Regions from separate parts of the Mus musculus genome. Here all the other regions are linked to region 1. Evidence: chromatin contacts called from public Hi-C and HiChIP or PLAC-seq data. All regions are on one chromosome and are shown on one strand. The core of a region is the stretch at or near the end of the contact, and the rest is flanking DNA. Distances in the headings are between cores, read along the strand shown.

Region 1 (4,147 bases), core at 571-3,070:
TGTAGTTTCTGCGATTGGTTTTGTTACTTATTTCTAGTTTCATTTCACTGTGGTCCCATAAGACACTAGAAAATTCCTGACTCTTTTACCTTTGTCTCTTTTACATTTGTTAAAGCATGCTTTGTGGCCTAGAAGGTGGTCTAATCTTGAGACAGACCCTTGGGCTGCCAAGATGTACATTTTACCTCCTCTACTAGGTAAAAGGTTCCAGACAGAGCTTTTCAAAAAAAAAAACAAAACTGGGGTGCCACCATTAGTGTCAAACAATGAAAACCCTTTGTTCTCCTAGGACTGTGTAGGATGAGCTGTAGGGATGTCAGAGCCACCCACACAGACAGAAGATGCCCTGAAGACCTGGTGTGGGGGGAAAGATGGTGCAGAGGATTGTTCTCAGCTTGCCCTCATGTTCTCGGGATGTCCTTGCTCTCTTCACCTCCAGTTCCTTTGTGGGAGCCATCTGTCACTGATGTAGTGTCGTGCAAATGCTGCTCCCAGGTGCCTGGTTACTTCTGGGCATCGTTGTGATGTGGCAGGGACCGTCATCTGCTAGGACTGCCCTAGAGTCTCAGAGCCTCTGAGGACAGAGGTTCCCCTAGGAACCCCCTGTGGGTTACTGCTACCTGAGAAGTCCTGAGCCCACATCTCCAGAGCGTCTGTGGTAAGCACGCTCAGGATGGCAGCCGGCACTAGCACTCTGATGTCATCCACTCGTGATGGCTTCTCTCTGTGTGTGATGCTATGTGTGCTCAGCTGAGGCACATATAGTAGTAGAGAGAAGGAGCAGAGGAGCGATGCTGAATTCTGAAGTTATGCACAGCCGAGGGGCACGCCTGTCCTGACAGGCAGCTGAGAGAGCAGCATTGTCTCCGTCTAGGTTTCAGAGGCAGCAGTCCCCAGTGGTTACATTTGCCTGCACATAGAGTCAGCCTTTTGACTCCAAAGCTTAAAGTTTGAGGCAGTTTTACTGTTTGTTGTTGCTTGTTCTTTATGAGAGATTAGGATGTTCTTCCAATTACAAAATGAAACTACTCTCTGCCTGCGGAGCTGCCCGTGGCCCCAATCCACACTCTCCAAGGCAGGAAGGGATGAGTTTATGAGTCTAGCAGAAGAAAGATGGGGCTGAGCATAGCAAGTCTCCCCCTTGGGAGGTGGAGGGGTGATCTGAGAAGAATGGGAGGTACAAGGACCAGGTCAGGTAGGGTCAGCTCTACAGCTAGACCAGGGAGGCCCAAAGACTATCCAGGAGATTTTTGTCTTGGCAGAATGCTGGGGGTGGGGTGGGGGGAAGCATTCTCCTGGAAGTGTGGAGGGGACATGATTGGTCCTTCTGGGCCCCCAGCCTCCAAGTGCCCTTTTCTGTTGGGGACCATCTCTCCACAGAGGCAGCACAGTCTCTCCTGTGTACTAGCTCTGCAGGACAGGAGTGCATCTCCTATTCCCCTCCCTGGCCCCTTCACAGGGGACTTGGGGACACCAGATCTCTTTAGCTGATCCTTGGTGTCGACATCAGCACACACCGGGTTCTAATGCATGGCACCCAGAACCTTCCCTGAGGCACCCCCTTCTCTGCCCTAAAACTGACTCTTCCAGAACAGGAAGGAAGGCCAAGTCACTCTTGATCCTCTCCATTGCCTAGCCAGTACCTTGCACCAGTGGTGACCCCAGGTACCCTGCCTTCCTTTCCTAGCTGTGTTTCCTGGCAGTGGTGTGTGGGTATCTCAGGCATTTGGTGAAAATGTATGTGCCACTCTGCTGCGTGCCAGGGACGACTGCCCCTGTGAGTCAGAAAGGAGTGGGAGGTGAAAGCAGGGCAAATGTGGTTTTAAAAAAAAGTCTTTGCCCCCTCACCCTGAGCACCCCGGATGTGGCTGTGTCTATGTCTATGGAGGGTGTGCTGGCTTCCTGCAGCTATGGGCAGCTGGAGGAGGACAGCTTGGGGCACGGAGTTCATGAAAGGGGGAGTCATATGAGGTACAAGGCAGGTCTGGGTGCCAGGAGCCATAAAGTATAGGGGATAAATGGAGAGAGGACCCTTGACACTCACACGAGGTCTCATCCCAGCTTCTGGAGCTTGCTGTACATTTGAGGCTTCCTGACTACCACAGGAAGGCTTCCACAGGGGATCCTGGTGGGACAGAGATGGTGTTACCCTTTCCCCAGCCTCCACTGTGGCTGACATGATCCTCAAGTGTGCGCTGCTGGCTCCGAGGTCCCCAGGTGTGCTCACTGTACTCTTGTGGCCTGAGCATCCATATACTGGCTGCTTCATGAGCTCAAGTGCAGTTCAAGTACTTGCTGGGGAGTGGTGCCTTGCTGTCCTCTGTGTTTCCTAGGGCTCTAGGTTGGGCCCAGAAAACTTCCAGCAGCCCCTCCATGGCCCCTCAAGAGCAGAGGTCTCTCACTGAAGGCTGTGGATTGCCTCCCAAGAGCGATTTCCATCTGTCAGCCTTTCCCTTGGACAGGTCTCCACTCACGACGGCTACTCCTTAGCTTTTCCTAAAAGTCCCCAGGTCTCAGCTTTGTTCTCAGGACTCTAGTGTGTACCAACACCTAGCTCCTTTCCTCACCAGCCCCATCTCAGAGTTGTGGGCATCTCTGTGCCAAGCCTACCATCCTGACACAACCTCCTTCAACCTCTTCCTGAGTGGCTAGCCTCCCAGGGTATCCTACCCTATCCAGTCTCGACCTATTGATTAGTGATGCCTGTGGGGAGTCTCAGACTGGCTGGCACTAGCCTGGTGGCATGTCTGCCTGCAGTGAGAGCAAGCTCAGATTTGCAGAGCTCTGCCACCAGGCCACACGTGGTTCCACATGCTGCTGGGGACAGGGCTCTGGTGTGCTATTTGGCTTTTTATTTTTAATTAAACGTAGGGCTTCAGTTTCACTGCTTTGGCCTCACTGTCAAGATACATGCTCCAGAGTCTGTTATTACCATACAAGGATGGTCCCACGCCCAACTCACTGCCAGGGAATTCACTGTGTGCCACTTTGTGAAGTTTTGCTCGGTGCCATACCACCCTGGCTTCAGAAACACTGATTCTAGCCATGCTGGGCACCCTGTCCAGACTCAGGCAGTCCTATGCCAGCCCTTTTCCCTAGACCATGGTGGGCCAAGCACATGAGTGTGGAGATCACTTTCTAGGGGATACTCCAGTTTCTGCTGCATAGCTGGGCTTCAGCCCTCATGGATATCTCCTGTCCCCTGGGGTCCATCTGTCCTGGTCAGGCAGCTGATGGCTCTGTTCCTATGATCAGAACTCTTTCTCCTCCTGTTCTCCGCCCAACTTGAAACATCTCGCTCTCTGTGAGCTACTCAGTGCCTCTGCTGTGTCCATGGCCTCAGTATCCGGGGCTGGGCTGGCAGATGCCAGATCTGTATCCTTCCAATGGTCCACCCATTAATGTATCCTTCCTGGCAGCACTGTGGGTGACACTGGGTGGTACCCTCCAGTCCCTTTGTTCCCCACCCTCTCTGTGCTCCTCAGCTCTTCCTTACCTGCCCCACCATGACAACCTCAAAGGACAGGCCTTGCCCTTTGACTTCACTCCAAGCTTCTCTAGGGTCTTATCTCAAGCCAGCACCAGAGCTACATCTTGGGCTATGAGAGCCAGGACCAAATTCAGCTCTGGTCTGCACCACCTCTGGCACTGACACTTCAACTCTTTTCTCATGTGAGGCCTCGGTTTTCTCATCAGTAAATAGATAGTTATGATAGGGCCACCCTTCAATAGAACATGATGGAGCTAACAGTTCTGAAGAGCCCAGCTCTGGCTCCCCTGTGCTGTCTGGAGCCTACGGGCCTTGCGTCTCCAACCTCTCCAGACCGTGTTCCTGAGCCTGGGACCTGGGCTCAGTCCTTGGGTCACTCTGCCCATTGCTGCAGTGGGCTCCCTGGTCCCCAGAGCAGTGAGGAACAACTTGATATTCTCATGAGACAGGATGTTAAACAAGACTAGGCTTTCCCCTATCCCTCTTCTAAGGACCAGCAAGGCTCCCACAGTGCCCTATGCAGTACTAGATCCCTGTACTGAGCCTCTTCCAGGAATAAGGACTAAGCTGGTGAATAGAGCTGGACCCCATCAGGAGAAGATGCCCAGTGTGGTCTAGGAGAGGGATGGATGGGGGCTAAGCAGCCAGACTCTGAGC
Region 2 (4,147 bases), core at 486-2,985, 380 kb after region 1:
AAATGGACCCTTTGCTCCCCAGGGAGTGTATGTGTGTGTATACACATGCATACATACATTTATGTGTATACATACACACATATGTACATATGTGCATGTATATGTATATTTACATAGACATGCACATATGTACATATGTATATGTATATATGTATTTATATTTCATATTTAGCATGTATACATCATAGCCCTCTAATCCATATACCCCATACCCTCTACACTCTACCCCCACAATCATGCACACTACAAACATTCATCAAGTCCCATATCCTCCCCAATCCATATCATATGTGCCATATACACAATGTTCTCCATACTCTTGACAGTTTCCCTTACATACACTTTGCATGCCCTGTATATACACACCATAAGCCACACCAATCTCTCTCTCTCTTTCTCTCTCTCTCTCTCTCTCTCTCACACACACACACATACACACACACACACTGTACATACACATGTGGGATTTATCACAATTACTATACCACACTATACCCACCAAGGTTACTCACTCCTACATCACACATAACATTTACTATAACAATATATACCATATGTACTAAATACAAAACATAGCCCACACACCACATACTATATGCTCTGAATATCCTACAGCTACATATAATGATCACTCCTCACTTATATACCATAAATAGCATAAACAACCCCACAACCCCCATTCCCCAACATATATCACATTTGCTTCTGAAATTACCATATTCTCATACCATATATCACATATATCATATACCACACACCAGTGAATATAAACATCATGTAGCATATATATTCACCCATATTACATATACCATATAACATACTGACTTACTCATACCACACACACCAATTTCACATGCCATATATACCACACACATACCATTCCACACATACTGTATGTGTACTACATACCCTATATGACACACACATTCATTCTATATCACATTACATATATCACACATCTTGTATAACCCACATACACACACCCTACACCACACTCTCATTTGTCCAACTCCTTACACAAGCATACCCAAACCTATGTGTATATTCCCGAACGTTGTTTTCATTGCTAGAATCTTGGGTATGGGGACTGGGGATGGAGCCTGGTCTCCTACACCTCCCTTTCCATGCAGGAGTGCCCATTGCTGAAGGACTCGGTAGGTTCTTATGGTGTGTTGACAGTGTCTTCCAGTGGCTGTGCTGGTGCTAACCTGGGTTACCCATGAGCATGGTAGATGATGCTATCTTAGGGCTGAGTGGGACTTAAATCAGCCTGCTGCCCTGAGGAGAGCAAGGAGATGGTGGGGGTTGGTCTGGAGCTGAGACACAGACACATTTTTTTTCTTTTTTTTTTTTTTTTTTTGTATCTCCAGTGAGTCGGGTAGCAGCTGCATGAAGCTGGTTTGATTGTACAGATGCTGTTGGAGCTGGTAGGGGAGGCAGTGTGTCCTGTCCTTCTGGACAGACAATGGAAGTGTCTTGCTGGGGTTTGTTGTTTGCTCTGCAGAGTAGGGATGCTCAGTCACACACCGGATGGACTCTGACTCTCTTGGATTCTAATGTTCTGGGGCCTGTGGACCTCAAGGGACGCCTAATCCTCATAATAGAGGTGACCTTTGGATACTAGGATTTTTCCAGAACAACATAGAAAGTTGGACTTGAGGGAGGGTGGACAGATGGTGGCCTGTATAAAGGCCTGTGGTTTGTGGCTCACGTTTAGTGATATCATCCTGGATAAGGTCTGAGTCAGCTTTTAGCTGGCACAGGTTCCTAAACACTGCTCAGTGGGCCAGGGCCTCCTTCCCATGATGCCCCACATCCCACAAAAGACTTTCCAAAAGTTGCCTCTCATTAGCCTCACCTTTGGCCTACATGGCTGAGGCTGGGGGTGGGGTTCACATTCTTACAAAGTGTTTAGAATTGTTCAAAAGTGGGAGAGGCCGCCCTTTGATCACAGTCTGAGTGGATATTGCGCTCTGGCCATCATCATTCTGACAAACTTCCTCCCCTCCCAAGCCTCCCTCCCCGCCCCACTCAGAAAGGCCCGGAGCTGGGCTGGAGTGACCTGGACTGTGGGTCCTCCTGCACCCTGCAAGGTCGGCTCACCATGGCAGTCAGCAGCTATTTTCATGGCCTCCCTTCCTGTAGGGCCTGTTCCCCAGAGGGAGTCTGTGGGCCTCCTCTCAATAAAAACTCACCAAGGACTTAGACATAAGGAATCCTTCTACTGCAGGGCTGATTTCCCCCTTATCCCCCCCGCCAAGGCCTGATCCAGCCCTGAGAATTCTAAAAGCTGGGGCCCTGGATTGTTCTGATTCCACAGAGCCAGTGTCGCTGTGGGGCCAGCAGGGGCTGTGGATAGAGGACAGAAGAGATGAGAACTGCTTTGAGGACAACTGTTGGTTGCAAGGAGGCCCTTCCCCCGCTTCACATCCTGGTTCATACTGTTGGGAGAGAGTAGAATTCTCTAAATGTCTTCAACCCATACACTTGGGGAGACTTTGGGACAGAAAGGAAGTGGTTCAGAGTGGTCCAGCTCTTGTGTTCTGCTCCTACATGGATGCTCGCTAGTACCTTGAATACTTCTACTACCTTGAAGAGGGGAGGCCCAGCCTCAGGACACTTGCCTGCCTGGCACCCTAGCCTCCATAGCTTGACCCTCCTACTACCATTCCTACCCAGGCTTCTTGGATGCTGTGGGCCCCTCCCTGATCATTCCTGCTCTGAAGCCATGTCTGATCTCAGGGATGTTGAGCCCTCTTCTGCTTCATCTTCTGTTTCCAGTCACCTACCCTGACCATACATAAATGGTCTGATGGGTCTGTGTATGCCATTTACTAGAGGCCCTAAGGAGTCCCATGGTTTTGTGGGGACTTCATACCAGAGGTCTGTGGGGTAGAGCCATTTTTCATGGCAGATCTGCTGCCCCGAGGGCCACTCCAAGCCTATCCCGGATGGATCTTTATTCTGTGTCAGGGATGAGCTTGCCTGGCTTGCGGACCTCTGAGTGGAGCTAGAGCCCTCCTTTGTGCCTGCCCACCCTATTTGCTGGGTGAACCACAGGCTCTGGCCTACCACTGAGGTCCACCCAGGAAAAGAGAAGCTCTTTGGATATATTCTAGGCATCATGTACACCTCTTGGAAGTTGGTCTTTGTGTATCATTCTATGTAAGTAAAACCACCACCACCACCACAACAACAACAACAATAAAGCAAATTCAAGGAATTACAAGAGGCTAAACACAAGGATAGAAACAAAAATAGCTCCCTCCAGGCCTATCTGCTAATGGGGCCCCCTGCAGACCAAGATCTGAGCAGTGACAGTCTATATCTGTAGAGTGGACAGAATGAGATTACAGCCCATCGGGTGAGACCAATCATTGGCTAAGAGGTGGGTGGCACTGAGTACTCTGTAGGTGACAAAGGGAGAAGCCAGAGGAAATGCTTCCCCACAAAGAGGGCTCAGCTTTTCCTGGCTTTACAATCTAACTGTGGGGAAAGGGTTTCCAGGAACATCTTTACATTTCAAGGTTTACTGATTTCTGTGTTCTGTCCTGGGTCTCTGTGTTCCCTCTTTCTTGGTCCCCATGTTCAGTTCTTCAGTACCTGTACCTTTGGTGTTGGGTTCCTGAATCCTCGTAAGTGGGCTCCTGTGTTCTCGTGATGGCTCCCTCTGTTCTGTAAATCATGGGATCCTGTAATGTCAGCTAATCCCCAATCCAAACTTCTGGGATTGTAATGGCCCAGGGTCACCGAAGGGTCCATGGAGCTTCAACCCCAGATACCTCAAACATGAGGACGGCAGGAATTTGCTACCTACCTCCTCCCAACCTGATGCTATAAAGCCAACTGTCATCCCTAGAACCTTCATCCCTAGCAGGACTTTATTACCCTGACTGTTATAAGGCTTCCCTCATTGTTTGATTCCCCCAGACCTTACCGCCCCGAGTATGTAGATGTCTCATCTTCCAACATGTCTGCCACACAAACCCTGTCCCAGAGACCCTGTCCACCTCCCCAGGGATATAAATACCCCTTTCTCCCCACCCCCCATAAAGGAACGGGTTCTCCAAAGCCTGCTCCCAGATGTGTTCTTCACTCACCCGAGCCCCATTAAGCTTCCCTCCCTCCAGTCCAGCCTGGTGTATGA
Region 3 (4,147 bases), core at 603-3,102, 270 kb after region 1:
TTCTCCATGCTCAGCCATTCACCAGCTCCTCAGAGCTGGAGCCGGGGGTCCACTGAGATTGGAGGAAATTATACCATTATAATAGGCTCCCATACCTCTCAGGGTTTTCTAGGTTTGGAGTTTGAGAGAGGAGCTGTATAAATATCAGGAACCTCTCCTAGTTCATTTAAGCACAGCAGCTACGTCTCACACAGGGACGTTATGTGACACCAGCAGGGTTTCACAAACTTCTCACATCTTAGTTAGGCAGGTGCCTGAGAAAAGGGTCTGCAGATACAGAACTCCAAACGTGCACAGGGCCAGATCTCAGAGACTGTCTCAGATGAGGAAACTGGAGCCCAGGGTAAGCCGAGGTACCCAGTAGCTGCCAGCTGGCTGATGCAGGGCTCCCTCATTGCTCAGTACTCCAGCCTCCACACACAGCCTGAGCTGCGCCACTTATGTACCAATGAATCACACCAAGATGACAGTGACAGATAACTGCAGCCACCCACAGTACCATTCCATTCGGGCACACTGTACAGCTACCATTAAAATAAAGGAGTCCCTGGCTTTCTTAGATTCCAACAACGTACACAAAGTGGTGCTTTCCATATCTTAAAACACACACACACACACACACAAAACCGACTTTTTTAAATTAAAGCCTTGAGGCAGACAGACTCTGGTTATCAGACGAATCCGACCTAGACTCCAGAGACTAAGACAGAGTGGACATGCTTCCCTTCAGGTTTGCACCTCTGGTAAGCATGTGGACCAAGGAGGAGAAACAGATCCTGAGACTGCCAGGCCTGGTTTTTACAGTGGTACAGCTTGCCAGCCTGTGGCTGTGCCTCTTCAAGCTAGGGGTTACCCTGGATGATTTCCAGGGAGCCTTCTGGCTCCCTTGTTCCGTATGAATCAGCTTTCCAAACTGGTTCCTTGTGTATACGTTACAGAAACCCTGGCAACCAGGGTTCTTGCAGAAGAAGCAGGCCACCGCCCACCTCTTGGTCCATGTCTGTGCTTGGCAGCCAAGGTATGTCTCAAAGGATGACGATGTGACTGCTCCAGCTTAAGAGTGGACCTCTCCCCCCTCTCCTGACATACTCCCAGTCCATCTGGAGACAGGAAATACTGGCGTGGAGGATGCCACGGAAATCAAAGTGGGTGGACAAAGTGGTCTCCCTGACATAGGGGCGGGGAGGGGCAGGTGTGGCTTGGCACTGGGTATTTCTCTGTTTAACCCCTTTCCCACCGCTGGGAGTCAGTGCCTACCAGTGGTCCTTCCCCCAGGGCCAGACTTGACTCTCTGAACTCATAGCAGGAAGCCAGCTCCTTAGGGGACCCTCTGGACCCATCCTAGGAACAGTTTGCACTGACCCTGGCTTCCTTGGACAGCACCATGGGAGTCGGCGTGCTCAGTCTGGTGTCGTGATCACTCAATGTCTCTGTGTCCTCGGACAAGATGCCTAACTAATCTCTCCGACCTCAGTGCCTAACCTGAGAAATGGGGACAGCAGTGTGAACCTGGAAAAGGGTCACCGCGCAGTTCCATCTACATTCTGCCGAGTTGCAGCCGTTTGCACAGTCGGCAACTCCTGGCTCAGGACCCCAGCTCCAGCTGTCCGAGCCGCCGGTTACGTAAGACGACCACGGCCGTCCAGGTCCGCGCCACCGCCCAGCACCGCGCCACCGCCCAGCGCCGCGCCACTCACCGCTTCGCCGCGTCAACCCGCGCGTCTGTCCCTTGCTCGGCCCGTCACTTGGTGCGCTCGGCCTGCGCCGCAGCCGCCCGGAGCCGCTAGTCCCAGTAGCGCCGCTGCCGCCGCGTCGCCCTCCGCTGTCACATAGTGGAAAACGTGACCGCGCGCGCTGAGCCCGCCCCTGCGCGCGCCATTGGTCGGAGTGCCACCTCATTTGCATACTGGCGGGGCGGAACCTGAGAGCTACGCTCATCAATTGGTGGAGACGCCCGTCGCTCTCTTTACATAAGACGCACATGGAACTCCATGTTCGCCGCCCGGGTTCCTCAATGAAGATGCTGCGCGCTCTTGCGCCCCCCCGCGCCCGGGCGAGTAGGCTCGTCCACTTCCGGCCTGCGGGACTTCCATTCACCTGGCACGGCGGTGGCCCGCTCGTGCAGCCCCGGAGTGGCGCGTACCACTGCGGCGCGGGGGAATGGTGCTTGGCCGCTGCGCAACTCACAGCCGGCAGAGACCAGGGCCACCGGCCTATCACCTGCGACGACGTGACCAGCCTCGGTAATCCGAAGGACCGAGAATGCTCTCTGCTGACACCTTTCGCTCATCCAGCCCAGTTCATTCATTTCCCCTCTCATTCATTCATGGCGAGACGCTTGAGGGCAAATAGGACGGCCCCTCTGGATCTGCTGCTGAGCACCTTCCCAGGACAGGCTGGGTGACCCTAGGACAGGCCCCCCAGGCTGACCGTCATTCCAGATGGGCCAAAGCACAAAACTCCCACTTAGCCTTTCTTGTTTCTGAAACTGCGTGTTGCTAGTTAGTGTTGATTCAGGAAATAAGGTCATAATTGCCGTGCAGAGATACAAAGGAAAGAAGTGATTTCTTCCTGCCCTCAATCACATAGGGAGAGAAGACTGACGTTCTACAGGGAAGCTTAACCAAATGCGGTGGTGTAGTTTATTAACCTTACAGGAACTATGGAAGCGGGGTGTGCATCTGGAACAGCAGGGCTTTTCTGAAGTGGAAGCTACAGACACTAGCTAGTCAGGGGAGGGTACTCCTCCAGTGATAGGACAGCCCTGCCCCTGTGGAACCTTGGTTGAAGCTATTTGGTTCTTTCAAGAGCACTGTCTGGAAGCCTACTAAAGCGTTCAGGCTCCTGTCCAAAGGGTCAAAGGAGGGAGTAGAAGTTTCCTCGGAGCGGGTTTGAGGCTGACAGAGAACAACCTAAAGACTCATGCAAGGTGTGATGGAGAAGGCAAGCTTGTCACGTCTTCCAAGGGTAAAAAGGTCATTTGTCATTGCCAGGGAACTTGAAGCCTAGTAGCATCCACTACTCTGAATCTTCCCCTGGGGTGTCCTAGGAACCAGGAATGGAAAGGAGGCAAACATTAGCAACAGAAGTCTGCTAACAAACTGAGCTGCTGGTGTACACAGCCGGCTAACCCACATTCAAGAATTCCGTGTGGGAGCTACTTCTTTCTGTCTGCCTGGCAGGACAGGCATGCAATTCCTCAGATGCAGATGGGGGCAGAGACTAAGTTCATTTCAGCAGCCCTTTCCAAAGAAGCCCTGGGAAGCCAGATGTTGACTCACACTGCAGGGGGCAGGGCAGCACCTCTGGTTCCTCTGACACTGACACCTCACCACACTCCCCAACACACACAAACACTGAGCAGAGCTGGGCCAAGCTGCACCCTGCACACACCCAAAGGGCCTTTTGTTTCCTCGCTTACATTGACGGCAATGGTGGCTACATTGTTCTGGAAACAAGAGTACACAGCTCATCCACCTGGCAGAGTCTCCTTCATGCTCAGCTTTTTCTTGTCTTGCTCTACATTTGGCCTGCAATGTAATGTCACAGTTCCTCCCTAAGTTTAGCCTTTTCTATTTCCACCAGTAAGTCTAGAAAGACATAGTAATCAATTCTTTTGGAAACACAATACTGTGGGGACTCTAGAACTCTTTGGAATCTAATTTGTCTCTGGTTTTGGTTGGATTCTTCTTTCTTTTCTTTCTTTCTTTCTTTCTTTTTTTTTTTTTTTTTTTTTTTTTTTTTTTTTTTTTTTTTTTGAGACAGGGTTTCTCTGTATAGTCCTGGCTGTCCTGGAACTCAGTTTGTAGACCAGGCTGGCCTCGAACTCAGAAATCCGCCTGCCTCTGCCTCCCGAGTGCTGGGATTAAAGGCGTGCGCCACCACACCCGGTTTGGATTTTTACACTGTATCCCACACTGGCTTGAGTTATAGATTGTTGTGAGCTGCCACATGGGTGCTGGAAACCAAAACCTGAGTCCTCCGTAAAGGCAATATGTATTTTTAACTGCTAAACTATCTCTTCAGCCCTGAAGACACAGTTTTTAAAAAAGCCTCCTCCCAGACTAAAACTATTTGCTGCCATGCTATGCAAGAAGAGATTGAAGCATCAAGTTTCAGGGTTATAAGGACAGCCAATGGCTTGACT

Evidence for each region. Hi-C and Micro-C count contacts between places; a contact is called where the count stands out from the background. HiChIP or PLAC-seq counts read pairs in DNA pulled down with a chosen protein or histone mark.
Region 2: a contact with region 1 is called in a FOXA1 HiChIP or PLAC-seq map of pancreatic cancer cells. The contact joins two enhancer-like sites. A contact is called at or near these places in 1 of 484 Hi-C or Micro-C datasets (embryonic stem cells) and 1 of 115 datasets of contacts at active chromatin or transcription factors (pancreatic cancer cells).
Region 3: a Hi-C map of CD8 T cells shows a contact between it and region 1, with 2.1 times the contacts expected there. The contact joins the promoter of Per2 here to the enhancer-like site in region 1. A contact is called at or near these places in 4 of 39 promoter capture datasets (the C10 cell line, the HPC-7 cell line, pre-B cells and 1 more), 1 of 15 datasets of contacts at CTCF or cohesin (the NIH/3T3 cell line), 3 of 484 Hi-C or Micro-C datasets (CD8 T cells, cerebral cortex and granulocyte-monocyte progenitors) and 4 of 115 datasets of contacts at active chromatin or transcription factors (the HPC-7 cell line, memory CD8 T cells, pancreatic cancer cells and 1 more).

The regions. Positions count from the first base shown.
Region 1 is chr1:91,191,636-91,195,782 of GRCm38.p6, forward strand. All of the region lies in intron 1 of Ramp1 (receptor (calcitonin) activity modifying protein 1), which reads left to right. Among named protein-coding and RNA genes, the nearest start is that of Ramp1, 14 kb to the left of the region's middle. Within about 2 kb of position 1,821, at least 76 of the 459 cell types and tissues checked have an H3K27ac peak or open chromatin away from gene starts, as enhancers often do. A contact at or near this core is called in CD8 T cells, the HPC-7 cell line, memory CD8 T cells and 2 more, where this site is marked.
Region 2 is chr1:91,576,321-91,580,467 of GRCm38.p6, forward strand. No RefSeq gene overlaps it. Among named protein-coding and RNA genes, the nearest start is that of Gm28380, 33 kb to the right of the region's middle. Within about 2 kb of position 1,736, at least 25 of the 459 cell types and tissues checked have an H3K27ac peak or open chromatin away from gene starts, as enhancers often do. A contact at or near this core is called in pancreatic cancer cells, where this site is marked.
Region 3 is chr1:91,457,476-91,461,622 of GRCm38.p6, forward strand. It overlaps Per2 (period circadian clock 2), which reads right to left and starts at 1,853. Exons shown (of 23, transcript NM_011066.3): 1 at 1,698-1,853. Gm35591 (a long non-coding RNA gene) reads left to right here. Exons shown (of 3, transcript XR_003948694.1): 3 at 1-295.